2 separate regions of the Capra hircus genome follow, and region 2 is linked to region 1. A link is a contact called in public Hi-C data. All regions are on one chromosome and are shown on one strand. The core of a region is the stretch at or near the end of the contact, and the rest is flanking DNA. Distances in the headings are between cores, read along the strand shown.

Region 1 (3,324 bases), core at 427-2,926:
TCAACAATGCTTTGAAATGGGTCTTATACCCATTTTATAGATGAGGAAACTGAGGCTCAGAGAGTAATTTGGCCAATATAAACAACTAGTGAGTGCTCAAACCAGAATTCAAGCCCATGCTGCTGGACTCCATGCCTGCAAATGTAATAACTGGTCCTCTGTGGCAACTAGAACTTCACTACAGTCACAGCTTGAACTAAACTGATAGATGTGCCCCTGAAAGTTCCATGCCTCAGCGACAAGAGTGCTGACGGTGCTCAGGAAGGGCTGACTTCTAGTCCTGACTTTGCCACTCATAACCTTTATAATATAAGGAAATAAAGTAGGTGGCAAAGTGCCCCCAGGATTAGCATCATTCTGACAGCCATGATTTGTCAATATTTCATCACCCTGACCAAGGGGTGCTTATTTTTAAGGTATTTCGCCAAAAACCTTTTGAGTCTGGTCTTCATATAGCCCATTGGTTTTTGAAGCTGTATTCCTACAGAAACATTGGAGAGCCAAGATGGATAGAGGTGTGTCCGATTGAAAATAAATAACAATCTCCATCTAATTTTCAGTCTGAAAATTTTCATAAACCCTGAATACTAATCTTGACTGAGTTTCACTGTAACATGGCGAATTCACTATAACATGGCTAATTTAGCACAAAAGTATGCATTTAATTACTCTGTGGTGAATATTCAGTATTTTATGGTCTTCTCCCAAGGAACTTCTTGATTTTCAGGGGCTCTGGACCCTGGACATGTGTTAAATCAATGGACCTTGAAGAGTAGTCCTCAGACCAGCAATATCAGCCTCCCCTGGAAGCTTATAGGAATGCAGATTCCCACACCCAGACTGCTGAATTAGTTATTTTAGGGTCAAGGTAGGGGGTGGGGTCAACAGTCTGTGCTTTAGCAAGGATTCTATGTTATTCCGACATACACTGAAGTTTGAGAACCACTGGTTACCTTACATGGGAGGAAATAATCTTTGTGTTTGGAACAATTACAGCCTAAACAGGAGAGAAAGGAAACTTCTTTAACAAGGGCTGAACTCATTGCCAGAACTTGAAAGGTCACTTCAAATCTGACTCCCCCGCCCCACAACGTAGATCCTATAGTCCTGGGTGTCCTTGCACATTCTGCCTTGTGCTACAGTAATACGGATATGTAGCTTATTTCCCCAACTGGAGGATAGGCAGTTAACAAAGTGACTTAAGAAATACTTGTTGAATGAAACTATTTGCTCCTGGAAGTCAGGATCCAGGTAAAAATCCTTTTCAGTTTCAGCTGTTCTAGCTCAGTACCCTCTACATAGGGAGCAAGTAATGACTGAATGTCAATCCAGACAAGTTACGCTCCTTCTCTGAGCCTTAGGTTTCTCATCTTAAAAATAAGAGGATTGTATCAGATGGCTGGCCTTAGGTCTCCTTCAGCTCCAGATCATCTGTGGTTTTCTGTTTGGAGATGTTCTTACCCGGAGACTGGCAGAGGGCTCCTGGAATTCACTGCAAATTAACCTGACAGCACAGAAGGAAGTGGAAGATAAAGATTAAAGACAAATGGAATACACAGAATGTGAATATGCTTTCCAAATGTGACTGTGTAACTACTGACATTTTGTCTTCTCCTACGCCTGCTCTTCTTTTTTCTTTTCTTCCTTCTCCTCCTCTGTTTCTGCCCCTCATGCAGATGCACCCTCAGCAGTTGGTCGTTTCCTGGTTTTCCCTGGTTTTGCTGGCATCTCCCATCGTGGCCATATGGGAACTGGAGAAAAATGGTAACCAGCCTTTCCTGATTCTCTCTGAAGGTCCCAGGGCCTAAGCCAGGACTGTCAGTTAGTCCTGTTGAGAAATTAGACTGAAATGGGCAGGCACTGGGGCTTCACTCTGGGATAACAGCGGCCCTCTGTCCTTGTTCCACCTTTGAGGATATCTGTATTGTGTGGCTTGAGGGTATCTATATTGTTTGGCTCTCACATTAAATGTCAGAGAAGGAGCTTTTGGTGGACTATGGTAGGAAAAGAGATACAGACTTTACCAGTATTACTAAAAATCAGCTGTATCATATGATTAAAATTCCAAAGTGAGGGATTTGAAAAGTATAAGAACTATGTCTTCCACTCCACCATGCAATATCAGCCCCTCAGTTGGCACTGAGATCACTTACCTCTAACCAAGCACTTTGGGGAAAGCATGGGATTTTAGACCCTCATTGACTTCTGTTCAGGGCTGATTCTGCCGCTTATTAGTTATGTGACCTTGAGCTGGGTCACCTCTGAGCCTGAGTTCCCTCAAGTAAACTGAAAATTATGAAGTTATATCTACTACAAAGATTATTAAATATACTAGTGAATACAGAAGACAACTCAACAGATGACGAAGTGACAGTGAATGTTAGCTAGTATTATTGTTTTGGTTGTTTAAAATAATGTGTCTGGTGATTGAAGGCCATCTATTTATTATCCCAGTGATCAATAAAAATTATTATTAGAATAAGGGATTCCCTCTATCCTTCTAGTATCTCACATATAACAAATATGTATTAACAGATTGTTAGCTGTTTCTGAAAAGCCCTCAGATATTTCTCTTTGATGTCAATGTAATAACATAGACAATTACTGTCTTTAATTGTATAATAATAATGTTTATTGGAAACAGCATCTCATTTAATTCTCACAACAACCATAAGAGATAGGAACTGTTTATTCTCCATTTTACAGATGTTAAAAGTAGAGGATGTAGAGATTAAGTAACTTACCAAATTTCACCGCGTAAGGGTGGAACAGAAACTTAACCCCAATTCTGTCTCACTTCAATGCTTATGCGCTGAAGTATTTGAAGAAGGTTTTACCCGAAGGACATGAAGCAATTGTTTCCTCCGTCCTCAGACAGCTGAGCAAGAGGAAATAGGCTTGCATTTAAAATGAAGACATTGCAGCTGATCGTGAGAAACCATCTTTCAGTAGTGAGGAGAACACACTACAATGGATCCCTGAAAGAAATCTGGGGCTCTTCCTCTGTTCTTAAAAATTTATGGAAGACAAGGATCCAACCATCCCTACTCTGCCTCAGGAGAGTCTGAGAGTTTTAGACCCTCCCCTGAATAAAGAGAAAGGTCTGAGCCAGATGACTGTTCCAAACCCTTCCAGCTCTGGGATTTTGAGCGAGCTCAGGAGGTATGGCCCTTGCATAGCCTGCCCTTAGTTACTTCTGATTTGGTAAACCACAGAAATTCCGGAAAGTCAAAGTGAGAAACAATGAGAGGGCATGCGACTCTGGCAATGAGACGAGATGCCCCCGGGCGCTAGGTTCTAGACACATCTCCTCATGCAGCTGTT
Region 2 (3,324 bases), core at 407-2,906, 170 kb after region 1:
GGAAAATCGCATGGGTGGAGGAGCCTGGTAGGCTGCAGTCCATGGGGTCGCTAAGAGTCTGACACGACTGAGCAACTTCACTTTCACTTTCATGCATTGGAGAAAGAAATGGCAACCCACTCCAGTATTCTTGCCTGGAAAATCCCAGGGATGGGGCAGCCTGGTGGGCTGCCGTCTATGGGGTCACACAGAGTCGGACACGACTGAAGTGACTTAGCAGTAGCAGAGCATACTTGGGGTACTAGCAGAAGAATATTTTCCAGGTTGGTTTTGCATTTGAGGGGATGGAGGAGCAGTGTAGATTCCCCCCAGGTTAAGTGGCCATTGTCTTCGTTCTGGCTCCTTTGTGTTCAATAGCCTCGTAGGACGCAGGACAAAGCACGGCAGAGGCAGATTCGAGGCACACCAGCTTCAGCTGCCGATGTCTAAGTATACCATCTCTGGGACTTGAGAGTCCTCTTTTTGTGTTTCCCGTTGTCACATCACTTTTTTTGAGGTGCCTGGACTGCCTGCTGACACCACACAGAAAACGAAACTCGAATTGCTTACCTTCCCAGCTGGCTGCTCTTCCTTGGATGGCTTTCTGCTTTAAAGTCCACTCCCAGGTGTTACCGGTTCTTGGCAAGGAATTTCTGCAATAGCCACAACTCCATGTTTTGGGACTTTAGACACAATTAATAGTTGATTCACAAATGTGTATTGTTACAATATAAATTTCATATCCTCAGCTTTCCCTTCGCAAATATATCTTACACAGGGACTATTAGTGCAAAGTATACCACTGCTTATTCCAGTGGTTATTGAGCTTAAATGTGCATTAAAGTCCCACGGGTGGCCTGCTGTACCTGTGGATTTGTGAATGCCATCTTCAGATAGCCAGATCAGAAGGTCTGGGATGGCCCCAGAATGTGCATGGTTAGCAAGCACTCCGGTGGTTCTGATGCATGCCGAGAAACACTGGCTTGTATTGTGGAAACTGGGATGTACATTGTCCCTGACGAAGTTGCCACTTCCTTGCCAATACCCTGGTGTTATCTGACTGATTTTGTCTCCTTGCCAATAATCTCATGGAATAATCTGTTGAGCTGTGTAGAAGCGAAAAATGGAGAAAGTCCCATCTTCATCAGATCTCCTGAGGTTCCGATTATACTCATGGAGACCCAGTAATCAAACCGCTACAGGTTTATACCTTTGTGTTCACACTAAGACAGAACCCAGTTACATGGGTCTTTTCTTCCTCATGTTTGGTTTTTACTTCCTTTTAGAAATTGCTTAGCCAGTGGTTCTTGTTTTGTTTGTATAAAGGGGTTCTGATGGCAAGAGGATTATTGCAAACAAACACAGTGAGTTTTATTGTAAGATCTGTGTTACAGATTTTCTATGGAGACTTTGTAGGAAAGGAAAGTTGGAACTAGAACACATGCATAGCGGCAAAGGTTTTAGACAACAGACCTTCCTGAGCTATCTCTTTCCCCCCTTTTTAGGACATGAAATCTGCCGTGATCACACCTTGCAGTCACTTCTTCCACGCAGGCTGTCTCAAAAAGTGGCTGTATGTCCAGGAGACCTGCCCTCTGTGCCACTGCCACCTCAAGAACTCCTCGCAGCTGCCTGGGTTAGGCGCTGACCCGGTTCCACAGCCTCCCGCTGGAGCCGAGCAGCACGCGCTCCAGGGAGGTACTGAAGCCCCAGGCCAGGAGCGGCCTCGGGGGTCTGGGGCACAAGAAGGTTCTAGGGATAAGGACGAGGGCATTGCCAGAAGATCAGATAGCCAGGAAGGGACTTGTGATCCCAAGGAAAATCCTCCTGGTGCAGAAGATGAAGCTCTTCCTGTTGAGGTCGGCCTAGAAGAGAAGCAGCAGGAGTAGCACTTCACTCTCCGGAGATGAAGTTAACTCACGGTGGAATCTGCCCAGATTTGAGGAGCAGATGTATGAGGTGATTCGGCAGGAAACTTGACATTCCAAGGATCTAATCCAGGAAGTGCTCTCAGTGGAGACCCCCTGCTTTCATCTCCTTGACACTGGGGGAGAAAGTTTTGCAGTGTATGCTAATCAAAATGTATATATCCTATGCTGGTGTTCAGTAGAGGTTTGCCAAGAAAATTCAACCTCAGGAACTTCAGAAACAGCCCCTGATTTGTAAGGGATAAATAAAATCAGATTGGAGCATCTGAAAGGGGCTAAAGGAAGGAGGATGGCAAGCATGAGGACGGCACAGGAGGCAGCAGGCAGAGGTGGAACTGATCCTTCACTTTCTACGGAACAGGACCGTTCTTGTTACAGAGTATGAGTGTGACCAGCCCTTTTTCTCCGCCCCCTTTCCCCTCAGTTAATTGGAACTCCGTCAGGTGATTATCTGTACAGCACTGAAATGAAATCAAAGATGTAAAAGCATTGATTGTATTCAAAGATTGAAGCAGGCTCATACTTCGTATGTGCTTTGGGGGAGGGGGTGGGTGGGCACGTGGGCCTTGCGGGTGCATTCATGTAATCCGAGACTCTTGAACTTTATGATGGAGTCTTCAATATTTTGATGTATATGAAACTTTTGTTAATACACTGTATACTGTGTTGGCTGTGTGAAGTAAACTAAAACTCTAATGAACACTTTGGAGTCCACGTTAGTGTAGGAGACCAAAGTGGGAAGGGCTTTAGGGCACTGAGAAAGGCCCTGAGTGTACTTTCCAATCCTGTGTAATGTTTAATTCTTGGCAACTGAATCAAAGCAGTGTTAAATTATGGCAATATTTGCACTTGGGGAATGAGTACATAACGTATGATCACACTGCAAATGCCACTTTTAAAGCTGTTAATAGACTTTGCACCTTTTCTTTGACAAGGATGTGTCATATTTAAATTTTTACATTCATCATGGTTACAGGTAGAACTAGGGAGGGGGGAATGTAATTTTTTATGGAAATTTTGATATGAAAAGAAACTAGTCATTTATTTATACAATAGGCTTGGCTCAAAAAGTGTTTTTCAACTTGGTATTCCTAATGTGGGATGTGACTTTATTTTATTTTTAGTAGCAGATTTGGATGTAGACTGACATAGCTGAATGTCTTAATAAATTTAAATTTGAAGATAACAGTGTTTTTTTCCTGTAGTGATTTTTATTGTAAAGTGTCTTGCCGAAATTCTTTTCTTAGGAGGTTTTGCTTATCCAGCTGGGCTTCTGATATCTTGATCCCTGTCAGAAAATGCCCGGCAGATCCTTTTTGACTGAAAAGGATCAATTCTTTCCAATCTTCTACACTGCTGGCTGAATGAGTTAACAAGCAGGAATCGAGACAGACGGGAGAAACATCAACAACCTCAG

Evidence for each region. Hi-C and Micro-C count contacts between places; a contact is called where the count stands out from the background.
Region 2: a Hi-C map of blood shows a contact between it and region 1, with 3 times the contacts expected there. The contact joins the enhancer-like site here to the promoter of IL12B in region 1. A contact is called at or near these places in 2 of 5 Hi-C or Micro-C datasets (both in blood).

What each region holds. Positions count from the first base shown.
Region 1 is chr7:39,673,179-39,676,502 of ARS1.2, forward strand. It overlaps IL12B (interleukin 12B), which reads left to right and starts at 1,677. Exons shown (of 7, transcript NM_001285700.1): 1 at 1,677-1,764. The coding sequence starts at 1,677.
Region 2 is chr7:39,843,110-39,846,433 of ARS1.2, forward strand. It overlaps RNF145 (RING finger protein 145), which reads left to right. Exons shown (of 13, transcript XM_018050097.1): 13 at 1,485-3,093. The coding sequence ends at 1,868. Among named protein-coding and RNA genes, the nearest start is that of EBF1, 42 kb to the right of the region's middle. Within about 2 kb of position 1,657, at least 1 of the 5 cell types and tissues checked has an H3K27ac peak or open chromatin away from gene starts, as enhancers often do.